2 separate regions of the Sus scrofa genome follow, and region 2 is linked to region 1. Evidence: chromatin contacts called from public HiChIP or PLAC-seq data. All regions are on one chromosome and are shown on one strand. Each heading gives the region's core, a stretch centred on a gene start, on an enhancer-like site or on the middle of the called end of the contact. The rest is flanking DNA. Distances are from core to core; before and after follow the strand shown.

What was found. HiChIP or PLAC-seq counts read pairs in DNA pulled down with a chosen protein or histone mark.
Region 2: an H3K27ac HiChIP or PLAC-seq map of skeletal muscle shows a contact between it and region 1. The contact joins two enhancer-like sites. A contact is called at or near these places in 2 of 2 datasets of contacts at active chromatin or transcription factors (alveolar macrophages and skeletal muscle).

Annotation. Positions count from the first base shown.
Region 1 is chr6:53,430,735-53,434,850 of Sscrofa11.1, forward strand. It overlaps EHD2 (EH domain-containing protein 2), which reads left to right. Exons shown (of 6, transcript XM_003355959.4): 4 at 452-864. Among named protein-coding and RNA genes, the nearest start is that of EHD2, 9.3 kb to the left of the region's middle. Within about 2 kb of position 1,912, at least 43 of the 83 cell types and tissues checked have an H3K27ac peak or open chromatin away from gene starts, as enhancers often do. A contact at or near this core is called in alveolar macrophages and skeletal muscle, where this site is marked.
Region 2 is chr6:53,984,528-53,988,281 of Sscrofa11.1, forward strand. SPHK2 (sphingosine kinase 2) reads left to right here. Exons shown (of 6, transcript XM_021094684.1): 4 at 1-7; 5 at 99-214; 6 at 629-2,252. The coding sequence ends at 1,721. It overlaps DBP (D site-binding protein), which reads right to left. Exons shown (of 4, transcript XM_003127286.6): 4 at 2,428-2,927. The coding sequence ends at 2,712. Among named protein-coding and RNA genes, the nearest start is that of SPHK2, 3.5 kb to the left of the region's middle. Within about 2 kb of position 2,019, at least 60 of the 83 cell types and tissues checked have an H3K27ac peak or open chromatin away from gene starts, as enhancers often do. A contact at or near this core is called in alveolar macrophages and skeletal muscle, where this site is marked.

The DNA.
Region 1 (4,116 bases), core at 662-3,161:
TTGACCCCTGGCCTGGGAACCTCCATATGCTGCAGGTGCTGCCGTAAAAAAAAAAAAAATCTTCAGCTGCTGCATGATGGGGCCATCTGACAGGTCCTGGGGTGATGGAGGCATGGTGGGGAGGTGTCCACAGAAACCCAAGAAATCTATTAGGAAGCACTTTAGTGTTTTAATAACCAAACCAGTGCACACGGCTAATATCTGCCTAATGAATGCATGGAAAGATGGGGGGGGTGATTGTCCCCAGCAACGGATGCCAGAGTGATGGGGGAAATTTGGGGGGCCTAGGGACCAGAACTGTGGGGTTCTCTTGGGGCCTCGGCTGTTTCCCATAGACCGAAATTGCGATGGTTAACAACCTGCACATCCCTGCGGTCCAACATGAATCCAAAGGACTCCGGGGCTGACCTGTGCTCCTGACGCCCCTGTGCCCCCCGCCCCCCGCCCCCAGGCTACGACTTCCCGGCCGTGCTGCGCTGGTTCGCCGAGCGCGTGGACCTCATCATCCTGCTCTTCGATGCCCACAAGCTGGAGATCTCGGACGAGTTCTCCGAGGCCATCGGCGCCCTGCGTGGCCACGAGGACAAGATCCGCGTGGTGCTCAACAAGGCTGACATGGTGGAGACGCAGCAGCTGATGCGCGTCTACGGGGCGCTCATGTGGGCGCTGGGCAAGGTGGTGGGCACGCCTGAGGTGCTGCGCGTCTACATCGGTTCCTTCTGGTCCCAACCACTCCTGGTGCCCGACAACCGGCGCCTCTTCGAGCTGGAGGAGCAAGACCTCTTCCGAGACATCCAGGGCCTGCCGCGCCACGCCGCGCTGCGCAAGCTCAATGATCTGGTGAAGAGAGCCCGGCTGGTGCGGGTGAGCCGAGATGCGGGGCGGGCTGAGCGGGGATGGGGACGGGGAGGCAGAGGTGGTTCTTGCCCTTCCTCTGAACCGTGGCTGCTGGTCCTTGACCTCAGCTCTGAGAAGTTAGTTCTCTAATCCAGGAAAGTTCTCCTGGGAGTTCCCACTGTGGCTCAGCAGATCCTGACATGGGTTCCATCCCTGGTCTCGCTCAGTGGGTTAAGGTCCCGGCACTGCCTGCAAGCTGGGGCGTAGGTTGCAGATTGGGCTCGGATCTTGCCTTGCTGTGGCTGTGGTGTAGGCTGGCCGTTGCAGCTCCCATTTGACCCCTAGCCACTTCCATATGCCACAGGTGTGGCCGTAAAAAGGAAACAAAGACAGTTCTGCTGTGCTTGACCCTGTTGTGCTGGGTGGTGCTGAGGACATGGCAGTGATGAAGGCAATCCAGAGGAGAAGCCGGCTCCATCCCCAGACACTGGCCCTCCAGCATGGTCAGGGCTGAGCCTGTGGAGCCCAGGGGAAATCCGAAAGGGCTTCCTGGAGGAGAGGGCATCTGAGCTGCAAACTGGAGGATAAGGAGGATGAGGAGGGGAAGGGATTCTAAAAAGAGGGTCCAGCATGTGCAGGGACTGGAGATGAGAAACCTGGCCAGTTCGAGGAAGAGGAAAAATGTGCGTGTTGAAGCCAGTGTAGACTGTGGGAGGAACTGAATCTGAACCTGGGGAGGAGGTAGAGAGTCAGATCACCCAGGGCTGTGGCCTGGAACTTGTGCTTTGTCCTGAGGGCACTGGGGAGCCATGAAGGATTCAGAGCAGGAGAGGGGTGGGATCAAGGGCACAGGGAACAGGAGGAGCCTGGATCAGGACCCGGCCTCGGGGAAGGGGAGGAGAGCACTGGTTTAAGAGGCATTTGGGAGGCCCAGAGGAACATTCGCAGGGGCGGCTGCCCGCCAGGGTGGAGGTGGGGCAGGAAGCTGGGCAGGCGGGACGCTGGGAAGGTCGTGGGGGGTGGAGGAGCTTGAGGTGTTGGTTTAAGGAGCAGCAGAGAGGGGGTGAGTCAGAGCCCCCACCCCCACCCCAGGAATCCTCCGTGGGAGGGAGGGGTGGGAGGGAGGGGCCCAGCGTGGTCTGTTCCTGAAGCCTCCAGAATCCACCTTTCTCTCCTCCTCTGCCCAGGATTGTCTGAGACTCTCTCTCTCTATGTATATCTCCTCATTTCTACCTCTTTCTCAGTTTCCCTCTCTCTCTTTCCCTTTTTTCTTTTTCTTTTTTTGTCTTTTTAGGGCCGCACCCATGGCATATGGAGGTTCCCAGGCTAGGGGCCCAATGGGAGCTGTAGCCTTTGGCCTACACCACAGTCACAGCAACGTGGGATCAGAGCCGTGTCTGCGACCCACACCACAGCTCATGGCAACGCTGGATCCTTAACCCATTGAGCCAGGCCAGGGATCGAACCTGTGTCCTCATGGATGCTAGTCATCTTCGTTTCCCGCTGCGCCACGACGGAACTCCTGTTTTTCTGTTATTTCGTTTTGCCGTCTCCCTTCCCTCATTCATTCTCTTTTCCCTCTCCTGTCTCTCTCCATCCCTCCCTCTCAGCCCTCCTTCCCCTCTCCCCTCCCGCCCCGCAGTCTCCCCCTGGTTCACCCTTTTCCCCCGTGGACTCCAGCCCCCCAGCCCCCTCTAGGAAGCAGACAGCAGCGGGAACTCTCCAGCTCAGGGTCCGTGGGACCGAGGGGTGGGGTGGGGCCGGACACCTGGTGCCCCCACCAAGCAGGAGGCGGCTCCGGAAACCCAGACAAACCCCGGAGTCCGGGACCCGAGCCCCGGCCCAGCCCGCCCACCCACCTTATCTCTTCCTGGCACCTTCCCCTGCTTCCTCTCTGGAAAAGCCATTAGCGCCCTCCGCCTCCCTTCTTCTGGGTCCCCGAGGAGCCACCCTTCGGCCCCGCTCCCTGCCCCCATTGGCCCGCTCTCGCAGGCCCCACCCACCGGCCTGGCCACACCCCTGCTCTGATTGGCCCCTCAGATCTGCAGACGGCTCCTTTCCCTTCGGCCTGCTGATCCGTCTCTGGCTCCCCAGGGCCGCTCAGGACGCAGGGTCCACTGTGAGCAAGGCTCGCTGCCTTTTCCCTGCCCCGTGTCACCCGCACATATCCCCTTCTGACACGCTTGATGCAGCCACCAACCGACTGCCTACACCGTTTCCCTCCCCAGCCGCGCAAAGCCTGGGTTACCCCTGGTAACTACCCTGCGTCTCCCCCACCACACCGCCCCCGTGCCTCAGTTTCCCCGTATGTAACCACATAGGGTGTGGATGGGTCCTCGGGCTCTGCTCTTTGAAGTGACAGCTGCTGCTAGAAGGGGAGATTTCACTGAGCTGTGATGCCTGAGGCCAAGCTCCTGGGAGGTTCTGCTTCTAAAGAGGCCTGAACCTTCATACCGCGCTCTCTGAAGCGGCTCCATACCATTCATTCAACAGTTATTGAGTGCCTCCAGTGTGCTCCTGCACTGTTCTAGGCCACGGTATACAGTAGGGAACAAGCCAGATGAAGTTTCTTGTAGAAGTGTTTTTTAATGGGGAAGAGAAATATTAAACAAATTAACCTCTAACATTTTATTGCGTGTGATAAGGATTATGAAGAAAAATGAAGCAGAGGAGACACTGGCGAGGGACTATTTTAGAGATTAGGGACATCAGGGAGGGTGTCTTGGAGGAGGTGATGTTTGAGCAGAGACCTGAAGGAGGGGAAGGAGCAGAGCCGAGTGGAGATCTGGAGGAGACCAGACCAGGCAGAGAGAACAGCAAGTGCCAAGGTCCTGAGGCCAGGACATGCTTGGACAAGGAGCCCAGGGATGCTGGAGGAGGCAGGGTGGTGGAGATAGGAGGAGATGAGGATTCAGAGCCTGCCAGGTGCCACCAAACACTTAGCATTCTAAACCTATGACTCATTAAAAGCACTTTTTAAGAAGTGTTTTTAATCGAACATTTAAGACCATCTCAAGGGGAAGCATTCATGCTGTCAGCTGTGCTCTCTCCTTCCCGTGTCAGGTCCTCTTCCCTACAGGGAACCCTCATGAATAGTTTCTTGTGTCCTTTTCCAGATACATTCAATTTTTATTTAAGCATATCCATTAATTACTGAGCTTTCCATGGAAAAAAAAATAGGACGTGCTCATTTTTCTTCTCTCCTTGTTTGCTTTTTGATAACTTTGGAGATTGTGGCTCAAAGCTTCTCAGGTTCATCGGCTTATTCCACAAATATTT
Region 2 (3,754 bases), core at 769-3,268, 550 kb after region 1:
GTACGAGGTAGGGCAGGAGCACCCTGCTTCAAGCCCGAGCCCCGGGGGACTGCGGAGGCCAGGACCAACACCTAGGTGCCCCGTCTCCCGCCCTCCAGGTGCTGAATGGACTCCTAGATCGCCCCGACTGGGAAGAGGCTGTGAAGACCCCAGTGGGCATCCTGCCCTGTGGCTCTGGCAACGCACTGGCAGGAGCTGTGAACCAGCATGGGGGGTAGGTGGGAGGGGCCCTCCGGGGACAACAGGGACCGCCTCCCATCTTCCCCTCGGCCAGTCCAGTCCAGTCCATCATGCTGGCTGGGTGCTCCCCACACCCCTCCCCGACATTTTGACCTGTCTTGTTCCCAGCTGTCTCTCTAATGCCTAGAACTGTGCCTGGCACACAGGAGGCACTCAGTGGATGCCTAGGGAATGAAAGAACTGACAGGGAACCTGGCCCAGTAAGAAGAGTCTGCCCAGAGCGGGCCAGAAGGCTGTGGGTGGGCGGGCCCTGGAACTCAGCCTCCTGATGTCTCCCCCCAGTGTCTGCTGCCCTGCCGATCCTCTGTTTCTCCTCCACCCGGCACTGTGTCTCACCCAGACCCTTTGACTCTTTCCCGCTGTTGTCTGTCCATGTCTGACTGTGAAGGTTTGAGCCGGCCCTGGGCATTGACCTGCTGCTCAACTGCTCTTTGCTGCTCTGCCGGGGTGGCGGCCGCCCACTGGACCTGCTCTCGGTGACGCTGGCCTCCGGCTCCCGCTGTTTCTCCTTCCTGTCTGTGGCATGGGGCTTCATATCAGACGTGGATATCCAGAGCGAGCGCTTCAGAGCCCTGGGCAGTGCTCGCTTCACACTGGGCACAGTGCTGGGACTGGCTACACTGCACACCTACCGCGGCCGCCTCTCCTACCTCCCTGCCACCGTGGAACCTGCCTCACCCACTCCTGCCCATGGTCTGCCACGTGCCAAGTCAGAGTTGACCCTGGCCCCGGCCCCAGCCCCACCCGTGGCCCACTCACCCCTGCATCGCTCTGTGTCTGACCTGCCCCTGCCCCTGCCCCTGCCTACCCTAACCTCTCCTGGCTCACCTGAACCCCTACCTGTCCTGTCCCTCAATGGTGGGTGCCCAGAGCTGGCTGGTGACTGGGGTGGGGCTGGGGATGCCCCGCTATCCCCAGATCCACTGCTGCCCTCGCCCCCTGGCTCCCCCAAGGCAGCTCAACTTTCACCCATCACCGAGGGGGCCCCAGAAATGCCAGCATCCTCTGAGCTCCTGCCTCCCACCCCTGATATCCCAGTAGCCATCTCCACTGGGGGCCCACCCGACCACCTGCTCCCTCCTCTGGGCACTCCACTACCCCCAGACTGGGTGACATTGGAGGGGGACTTTGTGCTTATGTTGGCCATCTCACCCAGTCACCTAGGGGCTGACCTGGTGGCAGCCCCCCACGCACGCTTTGACGACGGCTTGGTGCACCTGTGTTGGGTGCGCAGCGGCATCTCGCGGGCAGCACTGCTGCGCCTTTTTCTGGCCATGGAGCACGGCAGCCACTTCAGCCTGGGCTGTCCGCAGCTGGGCTATGCCGCGGCTCGTGCCTTCCGCCTCGAGCCTCTCACGCCCCGCGGCGTGCTGACAGTGGACGGGGAGCAGGTGGAGTATGGGCCATTGCAGGCGCAGATGCATCCGGGCCTTGGTACACTGCTCACTGGTCCTCCGGGGTGCCTTGGGCGGGAGCCCTGAACCCAACCAAGCCTGGAGTCCGCCAGGGGCGGGGCCTGAGTTGGGGGTGCGGCGTGGCTGCTACAGTCAGGACGGAGGCCGCACGGGTCCTGGCCCAGTCTCAGGATTGCGCCTTCCCCTAGGTGATAGGGGAGGGTGTCCCGAATTCCTGGGGGAGAGGATCCTGAAGAAATAGGCTCGCCCCAAGGGTAGTGCCTGATCGAGGGCGGAGCTCCTCGCGCGCTCTTAGGAGGCTAGGTCGGCTGAGGGCGGAGCCTGTCCTAAAAGTGGTCCAATGACGCGACCTAGAATGTATGGGCGGGAGGGTCTCGCCCTATCCACTGCGGTGCCTCCACTAAGCTGGCCAATCAGCCGAGGAGGGGCAGGTTCCCCGGGGCCGGCGCACCGACTTGCACTAATGTTCCTCTCCCCGCGGGTGGGGCGGGGAAGTTCGTGTCCCCTGTCTTCTGTCTCTTGTGCGTCCCCTGCTCCCAGTTGTCAAAGCAATTGAAAAGGTCTATGCAATAAAGGCAGTGGCTTCATCACTCTCAGGCCCTCGGCCTTTCCTCAATCTGGCAGCCCGTGGGATGGTTCAGACTTACGGCACTTCCAGCAGCTCCTGCCTTTTATGGACAGAAGCCCAGACCTGCCCATGAACTGCAGCCAGTGTGACCTGCTGGCCTTGAACGGAGGCCAGGGAGTTGCCTCCTCCCCCACGACAGCTGGCTCTAGGGTTCTCAAGATTTATTCAGGATCGTGTTAACGGAGGCGGTGGGAGGATGGGGTCCCCAACGTGCCAGGAGCACACACAGAGGACCCTCCCCGCCCCCGCGAGGGAGGGGGGAGGCTCGCTTTTTCTTAAAAATATAAATGTATTTATCTGCATCATTACGTCCCTGGGGCACCCAGCTGGCCAGCCCGTGGGCCACAGGGCGGGGAGGGAAGAGGGCGTCAGGGCTCAAGTCTGAGCAACAGGGAGGAGAGCTCCACCTGGTGGGGGTGGAGGCGGCCTCACAGGGCTCCGTGCTGGGCCTGGTAGCGGGACAGCACGGCGCGGTAGTGGGACAGCTCCTGGCGCACGGCCACCACCTCCTGCCGCAGCAGGGCATTCTCCTTTTCCAGGAAGGCCGCCCGCACAGATATCTGGTTCTCCTTGAGCCTCCGGGCATCGCGAGACCGCTTGGCTGCCTCGTTATTCTTGTACCGCCGGCTCCAATATTTCTCATCCTGGGAGGGTGGGAAAGCACTGAGGTCCGGAGGGGGGCCCAGCCCCGGCGGGGGAAATGAAGAACAGCTTTGCTCGTTTCTCCAAAGACCCGAACGCATCCAAGAGACCCCTGGGGCTGCTTCTCACCCAGCAATGGGCCTAAAGGATACCAGGTCTCCCCGAGATGGTACCCAAGGGTCTAGTCTTTTAGGGCCTTGTCGCAAAGGAGAGCAGGAGGCCCCCTAGCAATAGCTAAGGCATGAGATGGCCTCTCACCCCAGGCAACTGAGCTTCAGGTGCCCACGGAGCAAAGCAGTCCTAAGCTCTGTTCACTTGACAAATGGCCTGCAATTAGCTCCTGGTTTGCTAAGGGTGCTTGTTCCCTAGCAACAAGGCCTTCAGGGTCTGCGGGCTTCTCCCAACAAAAAGCACTGACCTATACATCACTTTTCCAGAACCTGGTTGCTAAGGAAAGCCTAGGCTTCCTAGTGATGGGGTCCAGTGTCCCCAAAAATCCTTCCAGGGCTAGGACTCTTTGACCGAGTTGCAACGGCAACCTCATCCTTCCTCAGCACACAAAAGTGAGGTCTAAGTGGTCCCAACCGTCACAGCCAGTCTCTGACTTTGAAGAGAGGCCAGGCAGCTGCCCAACAGTCCCTGGCTGCAAAGGGGTCTATCCTGAGAGCTCCCCACATCATTCTGTAGAGAGTTCTCCAGTCCTTCAATAACAAGGCCCATCTAGAGCTCCAAAAGATGCCCATCCAACCCCGTTTCATTAAAGCCTAGTCCCCGCTCACTAAGGTAAATCCAGTCCCTAGCAACAGGGCCCCGTGGCAGGAGAAGCTGC